Linked DNA regions of Macaca fascicularis: region 2 is linked to region 1. The links are chromatin contacts, called in public Hi-C maps. All regions are on one chromosome and are shown on one strand. The core of a region is the stretch at or near the end of the contact, and the rest is flanking DNA. Distances in the headings are between cores, read along the strand shown.

What was found. A called contact is a pair of places that touch in the nucleus more often than the background predicts.
Region 2: a contact with region 1 is called in a Hi-C map of liver, with 2.9 times the contacts expected there. The contact joins two enhancer-like sites. A contact is called at or near these places in 2 of 2 Hi-C or Micro-C datasets (liver and skeletal muscle).

The regions. Positions count from the first base shown.
Region 1 is chr15:4,923,869-4,929,702 of T2T-MFA8v1.1, reverse strand. It overlaps RXRA (retinoid X receptor alpha), which reads left to right. Exons shown (of 10, transcript XM_045374233.2): 8 at 529-620; 9 at 2,682-2,787; 10 at 5,032-5,834. The coding sequence ends at 5,179. Among named protein-coding and RNA genes, the nearest start is that of RXRA, 110 kb to the left of the region's middle. Within about 2 kb of position 3,577, at least 4 of the 6 cell types and tissues checked have an H3K27ac peak or open chromatin away from gene starts, as enhancers often do. A contact at or near this core is called in liver, where this site is marked.
Region 2 is chr15:5,188,367-5,194,200 of T2T-MFA8v1.1, reverse strand. No RefSeq gene overlaps it. Among named protein-coding and RNA genes, the nearest start is that of BRD3, 49 kb to the left of the region's middle. Within about 2 kb of position 2,095, at least 1 of the 6 cell types and tissues checked has an H3K27ac peak or open chromatin away from gene starts, as enhancers often do. A contact at or near this core is called in liver, where this site is marked.

The DNA of each region.
Region 1 (5,834 bases), core at 2,328-4,827:
TTTTTTTTTTTCTGGTGATAAGAAGTGGACATGACTCCCTTTGGCAGCCCCCACCCAGGGAGATCAGGCCCTGGGGAGAGGTCTCTTCCTGGACTGAAGGGAGCGACTGGGGCTGGGGCACGGGCAGGGGCTTTGCCTCAGGTGGTGCTAGGTCTGCAGCTGAGGAGGGACAGTGGTGGGTCTTACTGGGCTCAGGAGGGGTAGACTCTGTACCTCACGTGCAGCTCCGGCTCCCCTCAGCTTAGCTGTCACGAGGTGCCTCCTTAGCCTCTAGGTTCCCAGAATAAAACCCCACAGGCAGACCTAGAGGGAGAGGAGAGGAGCCCACCCTCCGGGCAGGGGTGGCACCTGGGCCCAGGTTCCAGCCCACTCCCTCTCGGGCTGTCTGGTGGTCCTTGCCTTGGCTTGGCCCATCTCAGCCGCCTTCCGGCCACGCCGGGCTTCCCAGAGACCTTGGGTATTTGGGGTATGGCCTTGGTGAGGACCTCGGCCTAACTGGGATGGGGTGTCTGCCCTCCTCCTCTGCAGGGTGCTGACAGAGCTCGTGTCCAAGATGCGGGACATGCAGATGGACAAGACGGAGCTGGGCTGCCTGCGCGCCATCGTCCTCTTCAACCCCGGTATGGCCTTCCTGCCTCGAGGCTCCTGGCCCTGTTCTCTGGTGGGGCAGAGGCACCTGGGCCTCCTCCCGGCTGCACCTCTTGGCTGTGGCCGCACATGAGGCCAACTTCCGCTCTCCTTGAGCTCAGCGTGCTCCCCTCCCAGTGGAAGTGTGGCCGTGCTGCCTTCTGCTCACCTTGAGGGCCCACCAAGGGAGCGTGGCCCCTGGGCACAGGGGGACCCAGCAAGGCTCCTGTCATGAGGGGCTTGGTGGTGCTGTCTGGGCTCCGCGGTTTGCAGCGTTCACCATTGTGCATCGGAATCCATACTCCGGAAGTGGCCGGCTGTGGTTGTGAACTTCCAGTGCTGAAGTTTGGGAGCCCCAAGCCCTCCAGGCTGGGGATGGGGTGGAGATGGGTCAGGCCTGCCAGGTGTTCAGAGGGGACCAACCTCATCCCCGAGCCTCGGATCCAGAGTGTTTCTGGGGCTAGGCCCCTGTGGTTGAGGAGAGCAGGGCTTGGGGCTGTGGGACTGGAGCTGGGCACAGGCCTGTGGCCCACAGTGCGGCCCTTCTCCAGCCTCTGGGTTCTCGGTTTGAAAAGCCTCCTAGATGCTACCCCTTTGCCCAGCAAGTGCTGACACGTGCCTGTTTGTTCGGCACCCTGCCGGGCATGGGAGGACTCTTCACACTGCTGGGTAGGGCTTGCCTGCCCAGAGCTTGGGGTTTAGAGGGTCACGCCCACCAGCAGGCGCCCCCAGCACATGAGGACAGGAGCGTGGTGGGTCGAGGGTGCGGGCCACTTCCTCCAGGAGCTGAAAGTTAGACGGGGGCCAGGGGAACGGGAGGCACAGAGGTGGGGTGGACTGGTGGGGGCAGCCCAGGCAGGGTCTTGAAAGTCTTGCTAAGTCTGGGTTTTCTCCTGGGGCCACAGGGAGCCAAGTCCCGAGGGGTTCCAGCTGGGAGGGAGCTATGGGTTTCTGTGTTTGGAAACTCAGCTCATTGCGATAGGGGTGGGCGGCTGGGGTGTGGAGGGAGAGGTTTGGGGCTGCCGTGGGGAGCTCACCTGGGCCGTGGTGGAGGGAATGGAGCCCTCTTGGTTCCTGGCCCTGACCTTGCCCTTTCTCAGACCTGGCTCTGAGGGACCGGGCCGGGATGGAGATGGGCATCTTCTTGTGGGGAGAGCTTGTTTCCAGGGACATTATATCACCCAGGCTGTGCATCCAGGCCATAATCCTGCCGGCTCGGAGGCTGAGTCACGCCACGGCCCGGCCCGGCCCGAGGAATCCCCATTCAGGTCCTGTGTGGTCTGGTTGCTAGAGCTGGGGCACCAGCGGGACCTGGGCACGGGCCTGCAGGGAGGGTGAGATTGTCTGGCACGAGCAGGGTCTAGGCACAGGCTTGCAGGGAAGGCGAGGAGACCAAGGCACAGGCTTGCAGGGAGGGTGAGGAGACGGGCTAGAGCTGAGGCAGCTCAGGGAGCCAGACATGTTGCCAGGGAGCCCCAGGACACGGGCCCAGGTGGCATTCACATGGGGTCCCTTGGCCTTGGAGGTGTTGGTGGCTGCAGTCTCAGCCCCTGTCCACTCTGGGCTCTCGAGTCTGGGTCCTGAGCTCAGCACTCCCCGAGCATGCCGAGGATGGGTTCCCTCAGGGTCTGGGTGCTCCTGGGAGCAGCAGTGGTAGCTCCCGTCCGTGTCATGGGGCTGGGACCCAAGGGCAGCAGAGGCCTCCATTGTCTCTCCCAGTTCCCATGGCGGCTGGAAGGCAGCAGATTCCTGACACTTTATCGATGGGGAAACCGAGTCTCTGGAGGTCAAATAATTGGCCCAAGGCCACATGGCTGGCAAGTGGCAGAGCCGAGCTTGGACCCAGAGCAGCCTGGCCTGGCCATGGATTCCACGGTCATCCCCCTGCCACCAGGCTCTGGGGGAGCAGGCGGGGGCGTGTCCAGCGGCGTCCCTCACACCACCTGCTCTGCCCGTGGTGGGGCAGCTTGGGAGACCCCACACAAGCCTGGGTCCTGGGGGCGGGTGCCTGGAACACACCCAGCTGAGGGTTCTGACCTGTGGCCTCCTTGCAGACTCCAAGGGGCTCTCGAACCCGGCCGAGGTGGAGGCGCTGAGGGAGAAGGTCTACGCGTCCCTGGAGGCCTACTGCAAGCACAAGTACCCAGAGCAGCCCGGAAGGTGGGCCCCGCCCTGTCCCACACACACCCCAGACCTGGGCTCTTGTCTCCAGAGCCCCCACCTTGCTGCAAGGCTGTTTTATGTGAATGAGAAGGTGGCACCTTCCCCAGGCCCAGCCCATGCCAGCAGGTCCTGAGCAGGCAGCGGGAGGTCCTCCAGGCCAGTGGGCTGTGGCAGGCACACCCCACAGGCTCACGCTATATCCCCACTGGAAGGATTACCTCACACCTGGCGCATAGTAGGTGCTTGTCTTTGTCAAGTAGGTAGATGAAGGCTGTGCTTCACCCCCCACTGCGCTCCCCTGCCAGGCAGAACCACCAGAGGTCCGGCGACACCAGCACGTAGTAGGTACTTCACAAGCATGTGTAGAGTGGATGGCCAGATGCCTACACATTCTAAACACTCTCTACAAGTGTGTACAGAATAGGCAGCCACAGCCCAAGCGCAGAGCTCATCTTTCTCCCCTGCCCGGCTGTGGGCCCTAGAAGGGCTGGGGTTCTCTCGTTTCTGAGTCCGCAGTGCTGGGTGCACAGTAGGTGTCCAGGAAGAGAAACATTTGTGGATCCCTCGGTTTCAAAGTCAGCTCTCCAGAGTCTGCCTCTTCTCTCAAAAGGGGCATCTCCTGGCCTCTTGATCCTCAGACTGTGGGTGGGGGTTTGGGGGAGGTGGGGCCCAGCAGACCTCCTAGGATACCCAGGCCCTCCCGCCACCAGCACTTACACAGTTAACCGTGTCCCCGCTGCCTACTCAGCGCTCATCTGGCTTGGTTTAAAGTGAAACTTCCCGGAGGACGAGGACAGGAGGGGGTGGCATGCAGCTTATTTTTCCTGGCTTTCTGCCCTGGCCCATCTCGCCAGCTCAGCAGAAAACAGCTTGTTCTCTGGCCGGACTCCAGCCTCTGCGCTGTTTTTGCCTTTAAAACAAGGACTGCGAGGCAGCCAACCACAGAGCTTTTCCCTGAAAGAGAGACGTCGTTAATAATTAATGAGGTCCCGCAGCCCCTGGAGGGGCCGTGTGGAGAGACTCAGGCCGTGCACAGGGGCCTTGGGGCAGACACGGCCAGCCAGAAGGGACACCTGGTCCCCCCTGTCCTCAGCGGCAGCTGCTGCCCTCATGCCTGGCCCTGCCATCCCTCTTCCCAGAGCCCCAGACTTCCCCCCGCTCCCTCTCCGCCAGCCCACTGGTCCCTGCCCCAGGAAACTCCCCGGGGTGGGCCAGGCCCTGAGGAGCAACCCATGCTCCCTCCCTCCCCCGCCAGCCTTCTCTGACCAGGCTGTGCCCAACACCAGCAGAGCTATTTCTGGGGAAGGGGTGGCCCTGGTCTGAGGCCCACAGCCCTGCACGAGGTGCCGTGGGAGGCACTCATGGGGTGCTGACGCTGTATGGAAAGGGGCTTGCCCCAGTACACAGCTCCCAAGTCAGGCCCGGCTCCACCTGCAGTGGGGGTGCAGCCTGACTCCTCCTCCCCCACCTGATGCCCTTTGACTTCTTGGTTACCCACCATGTGCCCTGCCTGTTCCCTGCAACTCACCAGTGTGCTCAGCAGCCCTTTCCCTGACAGGCCCCACAGTCGCTTGCTGCGATGGCTGCTGCAGCCAAATGCATTGCTGACCTCATACCCGCTCCTGGCTGTCATGGCCCACATTTTTCCATTTTTTAAGAGAGAGCGTCTCGCTGTGTTGCCCAGGCTGGCATGCAGTGGTATGATCGTAGCTCACCGCAGCCTCAGCCTGGGCTCAAGTGGTCCTCCGTACAGGCATTATGCACCACCACGCCTGGCTACTGTTTTTCTCTTGTTCTTTTGTAGGGACAGGGTCTCACTGCGTTGCCCAGGCTGGTCTCGAACTCCTGGCCTCCAGCCATCCTCCCACCTCGGCCTCTCAAAGTGCTGAGATTACAAGTGTGAGCCGTCATGCCCAGCTGCCCACAATTTTTCACTTCTTTACAAAGAACTATTCAGCCTGCCCTAGCCAGCCGCTGTCTGGCCCCTGGTCCTTCATCTCCGTCCTCGGCCCCAGGGATCCTCCTTCACTCTCTCCTGGCTCTGGGACGCCACCGCCCCTGTTTCCTTCTAGCCTCCCCTCCTTCCCTCTGGAGGCTTGGCACAGGCAGCTCCGGGGCTACAGACCAGCCTCGGATGGGTTGGGCTCTCAGACGCAGCCCCATCTCCGGGGAGGCCTCCAGGTGCCAGGGCAGAACGGCCCCTGCCCGTTGCCTGGCCCTCACCAGACCCGTTCCCTGCAGGTTCGCCAAGCTGTTGCTCCGCCTGCCGGCTCTGCGCTCCATCGGGCTCAAGTGCCTGGAACATCTCTTTTTCTTCAAGCTCATTGGGGACACGCCCATTGACACCTTCCTCATGGAGATGCTGGAGGCGCCGCACCAAATGACTTAGGCCCGCGGGCCCGTCCTTTGCGCCCACCCGGTCTGGCCACCCTGCCTGGACGCCAGCTGCTCTTCTCAGCCTGAGTCCTGTCCCTGCCCTTCTCTGCCTGGCCTGTTTGGACTTTGGGGCACAGCCTGTCACTGCTCTGCCTAAGAGATGTGTTGTCACCCTCCTTATTTCTGTTACTACTTGTCTGTGGCCCAGGGCAGTGGCTTTCCTGAGGCAGCAGCCTGCGTGGCAAGAACTAGCGTGGTGAGCCCAGCCAGGCGCCTCCCCACCGGGCTCTCGGGACGCCCTGCCACACCCCACGGGGCGTGGGCGACTCGCAGGGTCTTCGGGCCCCAGCCCTGGAGCTGTAGGCATTGGGAATGGGGTTTTTGTTTCCGTTGCTGTTTATCGATGCTGGTTTTCGGAATGTCCGTGTGGCCCTCCTGTCTGGAGTGACATCTTCACCTGCTCTGAATACTGGTGCCTGGCCAGCCTGTGACAGCTTCCCCCTCATCAGGAGGAGGGGACAGCTGGGGGCGCAGGCTGGTGTGTCGTCAGCAAAGACCTCAGCCGCCTCGGGGAGGAGAGGGGACTCGTGGGGCCAGCAGGCTGCCCTGTGCTCTGAGTGAGGGGGAAGCAGCCCCTTTTTCCAAAGATAACTCACAGGTTGGCCCTT
Region 2 (5,834 bases), core at 846-3,345, 270 kb before region 1:
CCCATGTCTCTCCTCTCCCCCCGTGTCTCTCCTCTCCCCCCCATGTCTCTCCTCTCCCCCCCATGTCTCTCCTCCTCCCCCCGTGTCTCTCCTCTCCCCCCATGTCTCTCCTCTCCCCCCATGTCTCTCCTCTCCCCCCGTGTCTCTCCTCTCCCCCCCATGTCTCTCCTCTCCCCCCCATGTCTCTCCTCCTCCCCCCGTGTCTCTCCTCTCCCCCCCATGTCTCTCCTCCTCCCCCCGTGTCTCTCCTCTCCCCCCCCATGTCTCTCCTCTCCCCCCCATGTCTCTCCTCTCCCCCCCATGTCTCTCCTCTCCCCCCCATGTCTCTCCTCTCCCCCCTTGTCTCTCCTCTCCCCCCATGTCTCTCCTCTCCCCCCATGTCTCTCCTCTCCCCCCGTGTCTCTCCTCTCCCCCCCATGTCTCTCCTCTCCCCCCCATGTCTCTCCTCCTCCCCCCGTGTCTCTCCTCTCCCCCCCATGTCTCTCCTCCTCCCCCCGTGTCTCTCCTCTCCCCCCCATGTCTCTCCTCTCCCCCCCATGTCTCTCCTCTCCCCCCCATGTCTCTCCTCTCCCCCCCATGTCTCTCCTCCTCCCCCCGTGTCTCTCCTCTCCCCCCCATGTCTCTCCTCCTCCCCCCGTGTCTCTCCTCTCCCCCCCCATGTCTCTCCTCTCCCCCCCATGTCTCTCCTCTCCCCCCCATGTCTCTCCTCCTCCCCCCGTGTCTCTCCTCTCCCCCCCATGTCTCTCCTCCTCCCCCCGTGTCTCTCCTCTCCCCCCCATGTCTCTCCTCTCCCCCCCATGTCTCTCCTCCTCCCAGTGTCTCTCCTCTCCTCCCCATGTCCCTCCTCTCCCCCCATGTCTCTCCTCTCCCCCCCATGTCCCTCCTCTCCCCCCGTGTCTCTCCTCTCCCCCCCCATGTCTCTCCTCTCCCCCCCATGTCTCTCCTCCTCCCAGCGTCTCTTCTCTTCACCTCATGTCTCTCCTCTGTGTGTCTCCTAAGGACAGTTGTCATTGGATTTAGGGCCACCTGGACAATTCTGACAGTCTTCTCCCCAGTAACTTAGCCACATCTGGGAAGACCCCCTTTCTAAAGAAGGTTCCAGGCACAGGCTCCAGGGGCCACCGTCAGCCCATGACGCTCTCCAAGCCTCGGTTTCCACATCTGTGGAATGGGGATGTGGTGAAGCCTGTCAGGCCAAGCAGTGAGGTGGAGTAATGGCACCGTGACTTTTGTCACCCCCTCTTCTGTGCCAGCCCAGACCCTCCTCCTTTGCCACCCAAGGTGAAGCCGGGTACCCAAGCTGGATGTGGTCACCCCACCCTTTGCAGGGCCCTGAGGCGGCGCCCACTGCTGAGGCCCCACTCCTGCCCTGGCCAGGCCTACCGTGCCATCCAGAGGGCACAAGCAGGGGGCCTCATGGCAAAGGTGGCACCAAGTGGCTTCAAGTTCACAGCTGAGGGATGGCAGGGGAGAAGGAGAGGGCTCCAGGTGGGGGCAACGGGAGTGAAGGTGAGAGGGGAGGCCTGCCCGGGCCTGGCATGGATGCCCACCAGGCGTGGGGGTTGCCATGTGAGTGTGCTCTGTCCACCAGTGGGTGAGGGGCAAAGCACACTTCTGTGCCAGGGCATCTCCATAGGCCCACGGTGTGCCTGGCCTCTGGGGAGACTGAGATGACCCAGCCAGCCGCAGCCGAGGGCCCCGTCAGGTGGGGCAACTGCCTAAGCAGTGATCCTCCCAATGCCCCCTTCAGTTTGGTGCCACTGGCCCCATTTCAGATGAAGCAACGTTTCCTTAGAGGGGCACATGCACCCCCAGTGTCTCCCAGCCAGGCCCTCCTCTCTGCGTGGGGTCTGTGGTGAAGATGGGAAAGGCGGGGGCTGGCGGCCAGGTCACAGCTTTCCACACACACAGTGCCTTGGCCCAGAAGATCCTGCCATCCGGCCCTTCTCGTTAGCAAACAGGCCCGCAGCCCCTCCGCTACCGCCAGTCCGTGTGGCTGCCCGGTTGGCTAATGGATACCTGCATGCTCTCATTTCTTCCTGCCCAGGTCTCCTATTTATTTAGCCTGGAGTAACCCCTGCTGTTGCCTCTGCTCAGCTGGGAGCTCGTCCTCTGTGCTTGGCCCTGTGACCTTGGGATTCTAGTCCCTGTGTTCCTCTGTCTTTCCAGGCTGCCGTCCAGGGTGGGCCCGAGGGACCCATGGTTCAGGCTGCCGTGTGGACTGAGCACCCGGGGCCGGTGCTGCTGAGTGTTGAGCTCTCTCCCCTGCTTCCTGTTTCCTCCCCCTGTAAATCAGGGTGACCTTGCTTCTCTTGAGGGGTCAGGCTAGGAGCAGACAAGGCCCTGTGTGCACAGTCTGAGTGACACTGGCACACACTGTGGGCGTTGGAGGAGACCAGAGGAGGTGATCTGCGGGCTTGGGCTCCTGGAGGGGCCGGATGCGTGCCGTGGACAGTTTTGTCTGAGCTGAGAGCACATTTCAGGTTTCTAGGGAGGCCAGGAAGCCCTCGGGAGGGGCCATCCGGATGTCCCACAGTGGGAAGAGGTGGCATGGCTGGGCATGGCTTCTAGAAGGAGTCTGGGGGCGAGCATGTGAACAGCTCAGGAAACCGCAGAGCGCGGGAAGCACCCAAGCAGGTGTTAGCCGGGAGCCTTCCCCAAAGACGTGAGGCTCAGCTTCGACCTGAAGGACAAGAAGGAGCTGGTGACACGGAGATCTGGAGAAGGGGAATTCCAGATGCTGGGGCCAGCACGTGCAAAGGCCCTGCGGTGGGAATGAACCAGTCCTTGGTGGATGAGCCTAGGAACAGGAAGGGAGGGCTTCGGAGCTCAGAGATCCCTCCTTGTGCAGACGGCTCCCCATCCCGGCCTTGAGGAAGCGGCCCTGCCAAGCCTGTCTTCCTCCGTGATCCTCGCGGGTGGCCCTTCCTACCCTGGCCTTGTCCTCTGCCCACCTCAGCCGATGGCTTCCTTGGGCACTTGATTATTGTCGCCTTTGCCCCGCACTCTCCCCAGTACCAAGCAAGTCCCCCAACCCTCACACTCCCGGCCCCCGATGTCTGCAACCCCACCTTCACCCCACACCCATTGACACCCCAACTTTCAGCGTCTCTCACGCCCTCTCACCTCACACCCCGAAATCCCCAGGGCTGGATGAGCCTCACCCCCGTGGTGTCCTCTCCGCGGCTGTCGCTCTTGGCAGCTGCCTACTTCTGCTGTGTCCCTGTGCAGTGAGCTCCCATCCCACCCCGCGCCCCTCTGGCCGTCCTGCCTTTCCCTGGCTCGTCTCACAGAGAAACCTCTGGGGGCACGATGCCCTCGCAGCCCCCACTCCCTCCCCGTTCACCCACAAATCTCCTTCACTCCAGCTCAGCTCCACCTCCCCTGGGGGCCCCGTGACCTCCGCACGGGGGTGCGTCTCCTCCTGAGCGTGGCCTCTTCACCCTTCCTTCCCTCTCGAGGCCTCTGGGTGCCCCCTTCCACTGTCCCTTCTCCATCCCCGCTGGATTGCCCTGCTTTTCCACCGGGGTGTCTGCAGCTCAACGTGTCCCGTGCCCAAGTCCGATGGCCCCTTGTCCACCGCCCAGGCCAGCTCCCCTGCTCTGTCCGAGGTGCTCAGGCCCCAAATCTCGGATCCTTGCTGGCTTCCTTTCGCTCACATCTGCCCGCATCCATAAGGAATCCCTGCCAGCTCCTCCCTGCAGGCCCAGCATCCACCTTCTTCCTCAGCATGCACCTACGTGCCAGGGTCTCTTCCTGGTCTCCTGTGGCTGCCCTGGTCCTGGCCTAGGTCCCGGCTGCCTATCCACCAGGCAGCCAGCCCAGGTCAGAGCCTGGAGCTCCTCTGCCCCAGCCAGCCAGGGCTCAGCAAACCCCGGATCCTGCCTGGCTTCTGAGGCTCTGTGAGGCTGGCGCCGTCCCTTGGGCCTCTGCTGCCTCCTGCCTCTTCCCTGGATGGCTGAACTGGCTCCACTCCGTGATGGCCCCTGCCCTCCTCAGCCTGGGCAATGCTAAGGGCATCGTACGCCTACTCTGCCCTCACTTCTCTCTCCACACCTGCAAGGCCTTCCCTGGCTGGCCTTGACCTCCCTGTGTCCCATCGGCCCCCTGTTCTTCACAGTGGGGACAGGTCTCCATGTGCACAGCCACCTCTGTGGCCCGGTCTCCTCCTGGCCCGCAGCCTCCTTGAGGGCCGGCTGTTCACGGTGGAATTCTGGGGCTGCAGCAGGGCCTGGTTCAGGGCAGCAGCCCACAGGAGCGTGGGGACTGGGGTTGGGAGGACGGGAGAAGGAGAGGAAGTAAGGAGAGAGGGAGGCAGAGTTCCCCATCAGAGAGAGCAGGGAGAGGGGGTGAGGTGGCCTCCCTCTGCCCCTGGACTGTGTAGGAGGGCAAGTCCCCCAGAATGGCAGGTCCCCAGGAGTGGCAGGTCCCCCGGAGTGGCAGGGACTTAGCAGTGTGCACTCCCCACTGTGCCGCCTGCAGGACCCACAGAGTTTGGAGGTCACTGGGCACACACGCCCAGGCAGCGCTGAGGGTGGACATCCTCTTGCTTTCGGGGGCCTCCCCGAGGTGGCCTGTCTTCGCCTGTGAGGTGGGCATGGCATGCGCACTAGCTGCCACCTGCCCACGGGTCCTGCTGCAGTTGGGCCCAGCTGGAGAGGCGTGCAGGATGCGGGATCCCTGTGCCAGGACCTGAAGGTTGAACAGCAGATCATCAGGTGACACAGGGTGGCCTTGATTTCAAAGGCCACTGCCTGGAACTGAGACAGTGACAGGGCACCGGCCCGGGATGGCCCGGTCACAGCCACACTCCAGTTTTGCCCTCTGAGGCAGTGGGTGGGGTCAGGTGTCACCACCCTGGTTCTAGGTGAGAGCTGCAGCCAGGGGTGGAGTCACTCATTCAGGAAACCGCTGCTGTTTTTGCAGACAGGACTCCCAGGCACAAGACCACAGCCCCCTTCCCAGCTCTGCAAGGAATTGTTGAAAAGCAGTAATGTTTAGTGTTTTATTGTCATCAGGAAAGTGAAACAGATGCGTTACTCAAAATATAGAAGAATAGGCCAGGCGTGGTGGCTCATGCCTGTAATCTCAGCACTTTCGGAGGCAGAGATGGGCAAATCCCTTGAGCCCAGGAATTCGAGACCGCCCTGGGTAACATGATGAAACCCCATCTCTACTGAGAAATAAAACAAAATGAGCCGAATATGGTGGTGTCTGTGGTCCCAGGTACTCTGGAGGCTGAGGCAGGAGGATAGCTTGAGCCTGGGAGGTCGAGGCTGCAGTGAGCTGTGATTGTGCCACTGCATTCCAGCCTGGGCGACAGAGTGAGAGTGAGACTCTGTCTTAAAAAAAAAAGAGAAAAGAAAACACAAAGAAAACTTAGAGGAATAGAAAAGTAAAAAAGAAAATCATTGGACCAACTCCGTCAATATTTTGTAGTAAATTTTTGCTGCTGTTTTCCCTGTGTGCTGTGTGCTGTGTGGTGTGTGCTGTGTGGTGTGTGCTGTGTGGTGTGTGGTGTGTGGTGTGTGCTGTGTGCTGTGTGCTGTGTGGTGTGTGGTGTGTGCTGTGTGCTGTGTGGTGTGTGGTGTGTGGTGTGTGGTGTGTGCTGTGTGCTGTGTGGTGTGCTGTGTGCTGTGTGTGGTGTATGTGTGGTGTATGTGTGGTGTATGTGTGGTGTATGTGTGGTGTGGTGTGTGTGCTGTGGTGTGCTATGTGTGGTGTCAGTGTATGTGGTGTATATGTGATGTGTTGGTGTGTGTGGTATGTGGTGTGTGGTGTGTATTTTGTGTGGCATGTGTGTGGTATGTGTGGTGTGTGTGTGGCGTGTGTGG